Regions from separate parts of the Mus musculus genome. Here region 2 is linked to region 1. Evidence: chromatin contacts called from public HiChIP or PLAC-seq data. All regions are on one chromosome and are shown on one strand. The core of a region is the stretch at or near the end of the contact, and the rest is flanking DNA. Distances in the headings are between cores, read along the strand shown. Region 1 holds the start of Tbrg3 (transforming growth factor beta regulated gene 3). Region 2 holds the start of Prr5 (proline rich 5 (renal)).

The links. HiChIP or PLAC-seq counts read pairs in DNA pulled down with a chosen protein or histone mark.
Region 2: a contact with region 1 is called in an HNF4G HiChIP or PLAC-seq map of pancreatic cancer cells. The contact joins the promoter of Prr5 here to the promoter of Tbrg3 in region 1.

What each region holds. Positions count from the first base shown.
Region 1 is chr15:82,893,547-82,901,022 of GRCm38.p6, reverse strand. Tbrg3 (transforming growth factor beta regulated gene 3) reads left to right here and starts at 2,562. Exons shown (of 1, transcript NR_027799.1): 1 at 2,562-7,476. The region is part of intron 1 of Tcf20 (transcription factor 20); the gene reads left to right. It overlaps Gm20324 (predicted gene, 20324), which reads right to left and starts at 1,943. Exons shown (of 4, transcript NR_045068.1): 1 at 1,755-1,943; 2 at 1-304.
Region 2 is chr15:84,676,181-84,683,656 of GRCm38.p6, reverse strand. Prr5 (proline rich 5 (renal)) reads right to left here and starts at 2,659. Exons shown (of 8, transcript NM_146061.4): 1 at 2,338-2,659. The coding sequence starts at 2,474.

The DNA of each region.
Region 1 (7,476 bases), core at 1,313-3,812:
TTTAGAGGGGAAGCCACAGACTCCCCAACATCTAGGCTGGATGCAGGCTTAGTTTAGAATCAGTAGTTTTAGGGACACATAATTCAAACCTTCTCCTTCCTCTTGCATCTGTGAGGTCCAAAGTGGAGAGGTCTCTGAGTGTGCCAAAAGCAGGGTATAAATAGTCCAACCTCACCCTCTCCTTATTAGCTTCATTTTGCATAGCAGAGGGGTGGGCACACAGTAGGTACTGCCATCTAAGGCAGCAGTTCCAACCTAGGCGTCGGGACAGCTTTGGTAGTGAATGACCCTTTCACAGGAGAGGCTGTCAGAAAACAGAGATTACTATTCATAACAGTAGCAAAATTACAGTTATGAAGTAGCATTGACATAGTTTATGGTTAGGGTCACCACAATATGAACTATATTAATGGGTCAAAGCATTAGGAAGGTTGAGAACCACTGATCTATGAGACGGTGGTTGTACATGAGATTTTTCTTGAGGAAAAAGAAATTTAGCCCTTTGCTCTGTGAAGATATCTGAGGAACAAGGGAAGGCTGGCTAGGGCCTGAGGCATGGCCCTGGAAATCTCTTACTTCAGTTCTGGGCCTACCATCCAGGAGTGCAGAACCTCAGCACCACTGCAGACTACTGGTGTGGAAGTCTATTTTACACGTGAGGTAGGTTGGCTTCTTTGCTTTTAGAACGGAGGAAACTGAGTGTCAGAGACTGTTGTTCATCCAGGAACACCCAGTAGGCACCATGGGCAGAGAGTGCATCCGCACACACCAGGCCATGTTACCCACCTGGGCCCGGCGGACGTTAAGAAAGCGGGAGCCACCCTGGTGGCAGCTCAAGTAACTATACAAATTGCCACGGGCTTCAAGGGCTGCCAAAGGCGCGACTTCGGATTTGGAGGCTCTGGGAGAACTCCAGAAATCCCAGTAGAAGGTTCTGTGCCACTAACTCCCCAGAAAGTTGCTCTGGGGCACCCCACAAGGTAGCCTTAAGCGGAGGGCTGGAGGTAGCACTGGGCGCGTGGTCCCGGACCGCAGAGTAGGGGGTCTCCTTGCTGCGCCTCTCGACGCTGCCACACGCGGGTGGGCAGCGCGCCACCCCGCCCCCGGCCCCGCCCCCTGCGCCCGCCCCGCCCCGCCGCGCGCCCTCCCGCCCGCCCGCGCGCCGGGGCCCGGAGCCGCCTCATTGGCTGCGCGCCGTCACCTGACGCTCTGTTATTTCCTGTGTGTTGGGAGAATGGAGAGAAAAAACCCGGAGCCGAGCCGCCTTCGGCCCCTGCGAGGCGGCCACGGCCTCAGCCGGGGGAGCCCTCCCTGAGGCGCGCCGGAGCGGGGAGTGAGCCAGCGAGCGCGCGGGCCGGAGCGAGCCTCTAGGGGCCGCGGCCCCGGCCCGCCCCGCCGTCGGCCTGGGCGTCCGCGCTGGAGGCGGTGGAGGCACCCCCACCCCCACCCCGCGCCGCGCCGCCGCCCCCTCCCCTCCCAGCGCCGGCGGAGGCCGAGGGACGGGCCGGGGGGCTCCTGCAGGTAACCGCCGCCCGGCCTGAGGAGAAAGGGCAGCCCGAGGGGCCGGGACCGGGCCGCGCCGCTCAGGCTGGCTGCTGGGAGCACAGGTCGTGGCCCGGCCCGCCCTGCAAGTGCTGAGCCTCGGGAGTCGCGGAGCGGGCTGAGGGGACCGGCGTGGGCTGCCGAGGGGTCAACGGCCAGGACCGGCGTCAGGGCAGAGCGGCCGGAGGCTCTGGGGCTGCGGGCGGAGATACCTGGTCGTTGCGGCCTGAGGTGCTGAGGGGTCCACGTTCTTGGCAGCCCCGCGGGGACCGGCGTTGCTGGCCTCTTGGCCGGGGGCTGGGGGCGAGGCACCCGTGAAGGGCCGGGCTTGGAGCGGGCCGGGGAGGGGCCGGCTGGGGCTGGCGGAGCAGCCGCGCGAACACCTGAGGCCATGTGGATGCGGCTGCCTGTCGCCTGCCGGCGGCCCAGAGCAGGTACCCGGCGGCGGGGCGCGAGCTAGGGGCGCAGGATGCACTTCCTGTGTGGGGCGCTCTCCCCTCCCCCGCCGCGGTGAGCAGGGCAGGGCGCAGGGTCCCGCGGAGTCCACGAAGGAGCTCTTTCTCGCGGGTAGGGGATGGGAAGGCGAGGCTCTGAGTCTCTCTTCCTCATTCTCACGGAAAAGTGGTGGCTTATAGAAGAGTTTGCTATCCGGCCTGCGGCGGGAGGTGGGATGTCTTGAGTGCGCCGGGATGGGAGTGGAATTTAGTGTGTGTGTGTGTGTGTGTGTTGGGGGGGGGCAGTGGAGCTGCGGATTCCTCCACGGTTTGTGGGTGCGGACACCAGTTTTGCTTGCCTGCCTGTATTCAACTCCTTTGGGGACGAATCAGAATTAGGGGTTTCTACCCGAGCTCTGCGTTCTCCCTCCAGAGATTAGATGACTCTGGTAAATGCTATAAAAATGGATGGAATTTTTGAGCTATTATCTAACAGGCTGATCTTTGAATGATAATTGGACCCTTATGTTAACAGCCTTAGTGAAGAGTTTTATAAAAGATTTTACATGGGGTGGCATTGGCAGCTGGGGAAACGGCACTAAATTCTGATCTAGGAGGCCTGGAATGCACTTCCAGCTTGGCCACCAAATAAACTGTAGCCCTGGGCAAGTTACCTACCCTCTCATGCCTCAATTACACTTCTGTTAAAGACTCCCTTGCAGGCCAGACATTTCGAAGGTTTATTTGAGTTTGGTTTGGTGGTTCTTCCACTCCGGTTTTGTGCTCGCTCTCATTTTGATCATAGGAACTTTACTGAGAGATGTAAGATGCGCCTCACTGGCTTGAGAAGTAACTTGGTCAGGGTAGTTTGTGCTCAATTCCCAGTGCTTTTCTGTGCTTCTGAAGAGAAAACGCACACTATTAATAGCAGTCTAGCTTATGTTGAATGCACATTATTATGCTTTTTTTTTTTCCTTTGTGATAAGAGTTTTCCGAAAAAGCACTGGCTAATTGGGAAATATGGATGCGATGATTGGGTCTGTTTTTGTTGGAAGCCCTTTCCACGTGGGGAAGGGATGCTATTTCAAGATCTTTTAGGTGACTCTTACTTGGCTAACTTCAAATTCCAATTTCAGTCTTGGAGTAGGGATAAAGTAGAATTAGCTATGCGATGTAGTAGGCTTGCAGAATTAATATCCACCTCAGGATGCAGTAAATGGTTTGCATCCCCGGTTTATTCCTAGTGGTAGCAGGGTACTTCCCTGGCAGATGCTGAAGAACCCGTTAGTTTTACTGATTTTCTGGTGTGTGAGGGCCCTGGGCCATATGCTTTTGAATGGTAAGTACTCTTAGACCAACTTGGATTTTGCTCTTGTTTGTGGAAGACTTTGTTTTGTTTTGTTTTTGTTTGTTTTTTTGTTTTTGCTCAATTCCCCATAAAATATAGCTCACTATGGTTTTTTTAGATCATTTTTTAAAAAATTTTGGTCTGTATAGCCTTAATGGTCTTTAAACGTGGATGGCAAAATGGGCTCATAATGTTTATCTTGTGTATGTGTTAAAAGAAGGTTTTCTTTTATATTAGTTAAAATCATGCCTGTCACATAAGGAGACACTTAAGATTATACATATGAGTTATTTGGAATTTTTTATTAGGACTTGAATTATGACCTCATGTTTACTGTATGATTTGAAAAAGTGCCAGTTACTTGAATTAGAAGCACCTCTCACACTCAAGTATGTATTATGCTTGTTTTATGGCTTATGAAAAAATTACTATAAAGCTTTACTGTGGTAGTTTGTGAGTGTGTATGTATGTACGTATGTATATGAGAGATCTTACATAGGTAAGATAGTAGGAGAATTGCCTTTATTAAGTTTTAACTTAGAGAGGAAAGGAAGCTAACATTTACGTTAAAAACAAAAACAATGTATGGACTTAGGCCAAAGAATTCTAAACTGTCCTAAAATGTCTACCCAGTGGACCTAAGAGTTCATTATTCCTTCTCCACAGAATACATAAGCTAGTGAGAGGTGGAGCTTGAATATAACTCTTCTCTCCTAGGTCCCAAAACTTGTTACCAGGTTCCTTTTAACTCAGGGCCTGCTCAAGGGGCAGATTAGTTAGTATGGGTGGCCCTAAAATACTTAGCTTTCTACTGTCATTCTGCTCTACTGGCTCTTTAAAACAAACAAACAAACAAACAAACAAACAACAGCACAACAAGCAATAACAACCAAACTGGTGAATATGAAATTTGGAGCTGGGTGAAATACTGGAAGGTGGTTTCTGTGACCCTTGGGAATTTTCTTAACTTTCAGTTTGTCCTTGCTTGGCCAGTTTTGCTGGTATGCCTAAGATTTAATTTGTAAGACGTTTCTCTTTCTTATCTACTTCTGCCATTTTGTCTTGAGCTGAAAACATAACCTGAAAGAGCAAGAGAAGTCATAAAAGGTTGTCTTTCTTGTTGCCTGTGTGACTGGTTTGCAAGTGTTCAGGAACCATGTCATGATTGCTTTCACTTTGGCCAAGTGAGACTTTTTTGACATAAATTTATGAAAAACAGAACTTGTCCCAGGATGCCTTAAGCATTACTCCCTCTTGGGGGAGTATTTTTAGTTTTAGGCCCTTGAAAGTCTTGTGGAGGTGATACTGGGGATTGAGAGCAGTCTCAATTGTGCTAGACAGGCAGGTATTCTGCTAGTGAACTATATATACACCCAAGCTTCCCAAGGAGCTTGTCATGACCATGGTACCCACAGTACAGAGGAAAAGAGTCTCATGGTGACAAAATTCAGAGTTTCCTATATTAGGGCCGTGCTTGCTTTGAGGTAATGCACAGGACTAGCAGGAAGATATGCTATGTAACAGGAGTTGTTGGTATAGCTGTGGCTTTATTTGGTGGTTCTTTATGGATTTAAGAACATAGAGCTGGCTGTGGTGGTATATGCTTTTAGTCCCAGTACTCTCAAAGGCAGGCAGGTCTCTATGACTTTGAGGCTAGCCTGGTCTACATAGTGTTCCAGTCTCAAAAACAAACAAACAAACAAACAAAAAAAACAAAAGAAACTCTCTCTGTAGGATTGGGACACTTGACTATTAACACAATATGGAGATGGTTTCTTTGTTTGTACATTGTATCCCTAAATGTTGATTAAAATCCTCTTGTATATGTCAGGCCATTTGCATTAATAGATGTTCATGGGCTACATTAAAAGGTAGAAGAAGTGGAAAGCAGACTATAAACAGTAAGTAAATAAGAATGTCATATAGTAATAGCAACAAAGAGAATAAAAAAATATAGGTGGATGTGTTGGTTCCTGCTTATAATCTGGGAACTCATGAGACAGAAGCAGGATTGTGAGTTTAAAGCCAGCTTGAGCTACATGAGCAAGTCTATCTGGAAAAGAAAGAAAAGAAGCTTAATATGATAATGACATAGAATGCTGCTTTAGATTGGTTTCAAAGATGGTCCCTGTTTTGTAGACATTTCTCTCAGCTGCGTGGACAGATTTAATCTTTAGGACAAGTAAAAAATGTTAAGTAATTTACTTTGGCCTTGAACATCTGGGAAAAAATACCGAGGGCCACTGCTAGGAAATGTTGTTCCCTTCTCATAGTCTGCTACCACCATTAAACATATGCTTTCTGTAACAAATGTGTTTTATCCCATACTTACAAAACAACACACAGAACCTGTTTCCCATTTATGTGGCCAGCCACAGTAGTAATCAAGGACATACCTGGAGAAGTAGTACCCTTGTTCATCTCAAGAGATCCTACTCCCCCACGCCCCCCCAACTTGGCTGGCTCATTCGCACTATATATATAGCTGAGGATACTCTGGTTTCTCTTCAGATTGTATTAATCTTTCGCCTTTTACTATATAGCTGAGGATGACCCTGAACCTCTGATCCTCCTACTTCCTCCTCCTAAGTTCTAGGATCAGACATGCACTACTACTGCAATTAAGAAGAATTCCTACTTTTTATTAGGCACAGTGAATATTTTTCAGGCTTCCTAAGTAATAGTTTTTACTTTTAGTCATAGAAGTGAAACCAGGGCTGAACTGAAACTGAGGTGTGGGGATAACATCAAAAGGCCTCATTGTAACTGAACTCTAAGGAAGCATTTCTCCATGTTATACATTGTGGACCAAGACACAATCAGGATAAGAAACCAGTTAGTGGGGTCTAAGAAGCCAACACTGTCTTTCTGAAAAGTAACAGTAACACAGTCTTTGTCCATACTGCTTCATATTGATAACAATGTTTCTTTTCTTACTCTCCCCTACCCCCTGGTTTCTCTATGTAGCCCTGGCTGTCCTGGAGCTCACTTTGTAGACCAGGCTGGCCTTGAACTCAGAAATCCACCTGCCTCTGCCTCCCAAGTGTGTGCCACCACCGCCTGGCACAATGTTTCTTCAGATTGGAATTTCATGGGGTTTTTCTGTTAGTGATGGAAATCTATATAGACTAGGCAGCCAGAACTCACAGAAATCCACCTGCCTCTTTCTCTTCATTGCTGGCATAACAGGCATGCATGACCATCAGACCCTGGTGAATTTTTAAAAATTGGGGAGTACATTATGTCATATGTATGTATATGTGTGTAGGTGCACATGTATATGTCTGTGCGGTGAACTTCAGTACTGAAGCCTTTTTATAAGGGTACTAGAGATCAGATTCATGTACTCATGTTTACATGTTAAGCACTTCGGCTGGCAAAGAGCAGGCCCCCACCTTTGACTGTCAGTGTAAATCACTTTCAGTTTTTTTTGAGCTGTAAAGTCATAGGGTTAAACTAGATTATTCCTTCTTAATCTAATTTGTAGTGTGTATTTGGTGTAGGTGCCTGTGGAGGCTAGTAGAGGGTGCTGAATCTCCTAGAGCTGGGGTGGCAGGTTGTGAGCTGCCTAATGTGGGTGTTGAGGAGCCAACTCAGGTCCTAGGGAAGAGCAGCAAGCACTCAACTGCTGAGCCAGCCATCTCTCCAGCCCCTAGTGCTTGGTTTTTTTGGGAGTTTTCTTCTGGCTCTAAAGTTCTGTAGTCATAGTTGAAAAGTGAAGCAAAAGGCAGTTTAGATACCAGTTAGTGAGCCTCCTAGCTAGGACGAGCTTGTCTGTACTGCATCACCCACTGCCAAAGCCTCTAACAGCTGCCCTTGCTTCTCAACATCCTTCCAGCTCAGTTCCACTCAGTTGAGACCCTCTATTTTTGAAGCAAGGGCAGCTATAAGATATACAGAAGTCACTGGTGTTCAGCACCTCAATCTGAAATTTTAAATATAAACATCAGTGGATGTTTTCTGGCCTTTTTTTTTTTTTTTTCTTTTTTGGTTTTGGTTTTGGTTTTTGAAACAGGGTCTCTTGTACCCCTGGCTGTCCTTGAACTTAATGATGATTCTCTATAAGTGCTAGGCTTATAGGCATAATCCACTACATTTAGGTGTCTGCAGTTTTTATTAAGACAATTCGAAACAGACAGACATTTCTCCTTA
Region 2 (7,476 bases), core at 1,410-3,909, 1.8 Mb before region 1:
CTAGTGTAGACAGCGGCTAGCTTCTGGGAGTTTTTCTGGAGCCTCTATGGGTGAGAAGCTGGAGGACAGCAGGGCATCTCCCCGGCAGGAGGGAGCTGTTATGCCCTTGAGCTCCAGGAAAGCAGCAGCGGGTTCTCTGAAAACTACTCCACAACAGCAGCGTGGGACAGGCCAGCAGCGCCATGCCTCTTTCAGAGAGCTCCCCATGTTCCCACACACCTAGCTAGCAGGCACGGAAGGCAGGGGCTGGCCAAGTGGCCAGTGGTCTGGTGTTTCCCCATTCTACTTCCCCCAAGTGCTAAGCCATCAGCAATTACCGGCCCCCGCCCCACCCCCCCCAGCCCCTGGTTTATTTTCCAATTTGGTCTAGGGTCTCTGGCTCTGAACAGGCTGTTCGATCCTAAACTAACACTTCAGCTTGGTCAAGCCAACATGAAGAAAATGAATGAATGAATGAGTGAGTGAATGAATGAGTGAATGAATGAATGAATGTGTGGACTATCTTAGGACATAGCAATAGCTGTGCACCAAATTCAAGGGTTGTACCCAGTGTCACTGCAGTGGGTTAGACAGTCCCTGGTGTAAGGTTAAGGCTTACAATCTGACTGGGAAATAAGACTCTTTAATGCTGCGATGGTCGTGAGATGAAGGAGGACCATAGTTTGCAGGGATAGCCAGAGCACAGGCGGCTGACACAGCTGTCCTGACCCTGCTCAGGGTTCATGTCCTGGAGCCCTTGCAGGCACTGGAAAGGCAGCAGAAAGAGAGGCAGGCGCTGGGGCTGGGAGGCGACTCTGGGCCACCATCACCAGTCCCTTTACTTATGTGTGTCTGTACGTGGGAGAGTATCGGGACTCAAGCCACGAAATGCTGTACAGTATGGGTTCTGGCCACTTTGGGTGACCCTGAATCTCCCAGCTGGGATGGGGGCATAAAACCTCCCTTGCTGGCTAGGATGGTGAGGACCCTGAACAGGCTGGCCCAGGATTGGAGCACAGAACACAGCCAGAGCCTGACTCCCCAGGCAGGGGACGCCTCCGACCCTTGCAAGCCTCCCCCTCCCAGAGCTCTGGCAAAGAGTAAACCTTCTCACAGCCATGACTGGTGGCACGTGGCGCCATCAAAGCCCTCTGAGCCAGAGGCCCCCAGATGGGGTGAAAGGGTCCCCACAAAATTGCTTCTAGTAACTTCCGAGACACTACTCTCTGAATGTTCCTAGACTTGAGTTCTGAGTTACAGGGTAGACCTACTGTGTGCCAGAACTCATGCTCACAGCCTGATTACACATCTTCACATTTACTCCAACAACAGTCACTCACCCATATTATTAATAAAGAAACTGAGGACCAGAAGTGGAAAACCAACTGCCTAGGGCCACACAACAGAGGAGTGGAGTTGAAATCTGAGCCAAAAGTCAGCATGGCTCCACTAAACCCTGGCCAGAGACAAGGAAGGGGACGAAGAGAGTGGTTGAGCAGTTCTGGGGAAAAGGAGTCTTCCTTCTCTCACAGTTCTGCTCCCAGCCCAATGAGGAGACCGGTGTAGGCCCAGCAGAGAGGGAAACTAAGGTAGGTAGTCTCAGCTCTCAGGCAGGCTGCAGCTTAGTGGAGGAACTTAGGGTCCCTGCTGGCAGCCGGGTGCCCCCCCCCCCCGATTGCTCTCAGACTAGATGAACAGAAGACATGTGTCCAAGTGACAGCCGTGTCCCTAGTGGCAGACCACAGAGGGTGAAGAACCTGGCAGGATTTCTCTGCCAGGTGGAGGGGTGGAGTGGAGAGCCAGCATCCACAAACCTCCCTCAATCCGTGTTTTACTTTGGATGGAAATACTTTTTTTTTTTTTTAATTTTTCCTTAAGGGCCAAGAGGAGACCCACCGGGGAACTATGGCTAAAAGAACTATCTGTGACTGGTTGAGAACACAGCTGGGGGAGGGGCTTCCCACGCCCGGCTGGTCCTGGATGGGCCTCCGGAAGGGTCCGGTAAGGAATGTCTGGCAGCTGGCGCACCCCCGCGGACAGCTGGGAGGCCCGGGGTCCAACTCAGGGAAAGCCACCGCCCACCCCGCGCCGAGGGCCCGACACGCATACAGGAAGTGCAGCGGCGCCCCGCCGGGGGCCCGCGAGGTTCAAGTGCGCCCCTGCGAAGTGGGGGCTCAGAGGCCTCCTGCTCCCCGGCCGCCCACCCACCCACCCACCCCCGGGGAGCGATCGTGGGCTCTAGCCGCTGACACGTTGCACTCACTTCCCTCCCCGCGCACGGCCCGGCGGCGGGGCGAGCTGCGCGCAAAGTGGCGCGGTGCGGTCTCCGGCCACGCCGCTCCGGGCTGCGCGCCTTACCTGTTCCAGGTGGCGTTGGCGCAGGCCCGGCGCTGCTGCGTGCCCCGCTCGTCCGTACCCGCCGCGCCCGGCTCCCTCTTGCCCAGGTCACTGAGGCTGGGCGAACTCATGAACTTCAACCTGCGGAGAGTCCTCATGCTCACCCCGGCCCACACGCGCCCCCGCGTCCCCTACGACGATAGTCGGCGGCTAGCAGCAAGCCCGGCGACCCCGTGGGGTCCCGCCCGGGTCCTGCGCCCCCGCCCGGGGCAGCACTCCCAGCGCGGGGCCCTGTGAACCATGGCTCGCGGCGGCTCAGCGTGGAGCGCTCGGAGCGCAAAAGCAGGCCGGGGGCGGGGCCTCCAGCCTGGGCGGGGCCATAGTGGGCGTGGTCTCCTGTTGGGAGGGCGGGGCCGGCGTCTTGGAGCCCTCTGCGGCCAAAGGGCCAGCTCAAGGGGCTGGCTCCTTTGCTCTCAGCCACCTCCCTTCTTCCCTTCGGAAGCCACCACACAGGAGCCACAGAGCAGTTCAATCCCAACTGTCCACCCGGCACCCAACCAACCCTGTGGTCACACACACACCATGCACAGGGACTCATAGGCTCCCATTAACGTCTCTTGAACTCACTCCCTCTCCAGACACCCATCCCAGGAGGAAAGGCTGTGCCCACAGAGATCTATCCAGACCCCTTCACGTGGACACAGGCTCCGCCCACTGCGGATCAAAGCTTTCTGCCGGGTGCCTCAGCCATCAGCCCCACCCCACCTGAGTTTAGCATGACCAGGCTGTCCTAGAGCCTTTTCTCGGGGGAGGGGCCAGGGACTAGGGTCCTCTCAGGCCGGTACCTTGGATGATTGACTGGCCAGAGGGGTTGTTGCACCGAGAGTTGAAGGAATGGAGGACAGTGGCACCCCCTGAATCCCAGATCCCCTTGTATGGTAGAAGTCAGAGTGTCTCCTCAATCCTGGTGACTTAGGCACAAGGCAAAATGATCCTAGGACAGGACAGCCCTGGGGCATTGAGGCAAATTTGAATTCTACCTGCTGGGAATGTTGTGGGGGCACCCAGGGCAAAATAATCTCTCCCGGGTTCTGCCACCAGAACATGGCAGGCTGGACCAAGGCTCACGAACACACAGTGCCCCTGACACCCCAGCTCCTGACACACAGCCTCCTTCAAGCAAGATCTGGGAGTCCCACTCGTTTTGCCTGCCACTTCCAAGCACAGCCCCAGGTGACTTGCAGGAGAGTAGAGTCATGGTTCAACTCCCACCATCAGCATTTCCTAACCAGCCACTGTGTACTGGACACCCCCACATGCCTGTCTTAGGAGGCAAGGATCAAACAGACAACTCCTTGTTCGCAAGAACTCTCACAGAGCCGAAGGCCACTCAACCTATTGTGAAATGGCAGCCAGGGCAGGGAAGGGCTGGGCTGCTCCTACCTCCTTCATTCAGTCAATGGCCCCAGTGAGGACCTGACTTGGGGGTCAACAGCAGATGAATTTTCCAGTCTCCAAACAACAGGCACCAGCTTTCTGAACCAAGTCAAGGAACCCAGGTCTGGGAGGATGCGGCATTCAGGTGGGGGTGTAGAAACTGCTCACTCAGGTGTACAGTGGTGGTCAGCATGGCTGGGGGGAGGGGAGGGGAGGGGAGCGGAGGGGAGGGGAGGGCTGTCATTGCTCCATAGCACTAGCCTTGTGGCTAGTCCTATGTCCCGGGTGGGTGCTCTCCATCCCTGGAGCAGCTGTAAGCTTTGGGTGAGTCACTTCTCAAAGGCTTCAGTTTCCTGTGTTTTGGAAAGTGAAGGCCACACATCCATGGTCTCTCTCTATCCTTCCAGACCCTGGGGTTTTACATCCTGTATCAAGTATGTCCAGTCTCTGCCTACAAACTCTATGTGCGTCAGGATAGGTATGAATGCCGGCCAACGTAAAATCACAACCCTAACCCTCAGGCTGAACTGCTCTCTCAGAGGATACAAGTTTGGTTCTCAGCACTAGCATGTGGCAATTCACAAACTACCTGTAACTCCAGCTCTGTGAATCCAGCACCCTCTTCTGGCCTTTTTGGGGCACTGCATGCAAGTACACAAACCCACACTCAGGCACACATTCTCATACACATAATCAAAATTTTAAAATAAAAAAGATCGGATACATGTACTAGGCCTTCCTCTTGAGTCTACCCACCCTGCCCCATCCTTGGTTCTTAGCACCCTAGCCTGAACTACAGATCCTTTCTGACCACTCTTTCTGACTGTTGCTTCTTGCCCTCACAAACAATAACTAGAGCTGGCCATGGCACACATTGCCCTCCTGAGTTCCCACTGTGCTGAAGAGCAAGCCCGAGGCCCCCAATCCTTGAGATGCCTTCAAAACCTGCGAGCCTCCCTGCTCTCCAGAACCCCTTTCAGTGGAGATCAAAGTTGAAGATCATCTCTCCTTTCTCTGATTGCCCCTGCCCTTGTTTAGACTTAATCTGGCTTTCCTGACATTGTCTATCAGAGCCAGGAGCAGGAACTTGTTCATATCTACCTTCCCTATGCTTGGCACACAGTCGCTACTCAATAGGAATGGCTAGATATATCTATCTCATGTTTTAGGTCAGATCGGTGAAAACCAAGATGCATAAACACGAGGCCACCATTTCTCTGCCACGGGTGTCGCTGCAGCAAAACCCTGGTCCCCTCAGAGAAGCCTGACCTTTTATTCAGCAGTTGGGCAGGACAAGGGGCAGAACTGACCCCTGGCTGCCCGTCTGGCAGGAGTGGCCAGATGGGAACAGAGAGGCAGTCTGAGTAACCAGAGGGAGGGAGAAGGCTGGTAGGGGAGGGGAGGCCACAGTGGGCAGGAGAGGAAGGAAGAAGTGAGCTGCAGGGGGCTCCTAGGGAAGGGGCTAGAAGCAGGACAAGCAATATCCAGAATGGGTGAGACTTAAAAGACATCTCTAGTGCCAAGTGTAGGGGTGCTGGCCTGAAATCTTGGTTGTTGGAAGGTTGAGACAGGAGGATTGCCCTGAGTTTGCAGCCAGCCCCATAGCGAATTATAGACTCTTAGGAGACAGTGTCTCAAAGAAAGGAAAGTAAAAAAAAAAAAAAAAAAAAAAGACAACATCTCCAGAGAGCAAAGAAACGAGCTGTCCCCGCCCCAGCACAGACGAACACTGGCTACACCCACAGCCCAAGGCAGAAGTGCGACAGAGACGCGGGGGTGCTGTGCCGCCGGGTGTTGGGGCTGGTGGTAGGCAGCTCGGGTGCTGCTAGGTGTGAGTGTTGGTGGTAGGCAGCAAAGGGCAGAGCTCCCTGGGCCCAGAAATCCAAGGTAGAGTCTAGGAGGAAACCAGGCTGTTAACTCCTCAGCAAAGACAAAGGAGGAGTTGGGCGGGGGCAAGACTAACTCCTATAAAAGTGTTCCTGTGGCCCGAAGTATCAGAAAATCCCAACAAACCAAAACACAACAGCCATTGTTTGGCAGAATTCCTGGACATCTTTTGGTACAGTTATGACCCCTGTAAGCAGGTACAGGGCCTTACATGCCTTGCTGGGTCCTCTGGGCACTGATAGGGACCTCTGGGCTTGGTGCCTGGATCAAGGATTCAACAGTTGTTTAGGAGTGGCCTTGAAGAGAATCACTTGTGCCTAAGATTATTGATTATTGATTAAGGACAAGGGAGATAAGCGGATTCATTCTTGAATCCCTCAAGCTGCCAGTGTCCCTACCTCAGAACCACAGTCTCCTTCCACAGGACCCAGGTTTCATCCCACCTCCACTTGGCAAGCTAGAAACAGGAACTTGAGACAGGCCACCAAGGGAGACTCAAAGAGCATCAGGACCATCCTTCTTAGAGTGAGCCCTAAGTGAGCAACCAGGATGGAGGCCCATCTGGTCTTGCTTGACCTGACCTCTAAGGGACTCAGTGAACACATCTGGAGGATGGGCATCTCAGAATTTGAGGGTCAATAAACATAGAAGCTGAAGCCCTTTGGGGGGGGGGAACCACACTCCCCCACAATCCTCTCTGACTCATGGGGTATGAAAGTACTGAGGGGCTGGGCCCAGGTGGTTCATTTTCAGGGCCCAGGACTCTCAACTCCTGACCCCTGATTTCTAGTCTAGGACAAGATCACAATGTGGTTTCACCCTCTCTTTCCCCATGTCAATCAAAGAGGACAGAGAACTTCTTTGAAGGAGTCAACTGAAGAAGGGATCCTTGTCTGGGGTAGGAAGGACAAGAGATAGGACAGGGAGGCAGGGCTTAAACACACTGCCTCATCTGGTGCTCCCAAGGCTGTGGTGCTCCCAAGGCTGTGGTGCTCCCAAGGCTGTGATGATCCCATGGTTGCAGTGCTCCCATGGTTGTGGTGCTCCCAAGGCTGCAGTGCTCCCTTGCAGAGGTGAGGGGGTCTCATGTCACAACAGAGAAACAGGGGTTCAGGGAGGCTAGGGCACATGCAAGAAGTCAGGGTGTGTATATGACAAGGCTGAAGCTGCAGCCTGGCCTGATGAGCAGAAGAGAAGCAGCCCCAGCTTCGACACTGTCACCTTCCAGCTCTGTCACTGTCACCTGCCACCCTCAATGCACCCTCCCTAGGATCTCCTTCTAAGGGTCATCCACTCCAAAAGGGGTCATTTTGCTCCCTGTTGGCAAGGCCTGGCAGTTCCCCAAAGCTGACTGGCATGATGTCTCTAGCAGCCTGTGGTACAGTTGGTGTGTAGGCTCCTTACCCTGGGGTCCCGGACACCCAGGAAAGGGCCAGTGAGAAGCTAAGGCATGTGCCTGGCTCTGTCTCTCTGGCCTGTGCCCCCGGGCTAGGCCTCATCCTTCCTTGGTGTGCAGAGGAGGGTGGAACAGGAGAATCACAAGGTCATGGGGTCACACCAGGAGCCTAGCAACTGCTCCTGTTATAGAGGACAGTGGGAGGGACACTGAAGGCGAGCTGCAGAAGCCAGGTGAGCCTGTCACCATAGGGCAAGACTAGGCTAAGACCTTGGAGGGCTCTTCTCCCTGCACAGCAAAGCCAGCTGACCAATCAGCATTCGGGGCAGGACAGGAGTCCATCAGTGTGAGAAGCAACACACTATGGTATCTGCCTTTTTAATTCATGCCACCTTCCCTCAGGTCTCCCTGACCCGGGACAGCCCCACCTGGCTAGACCT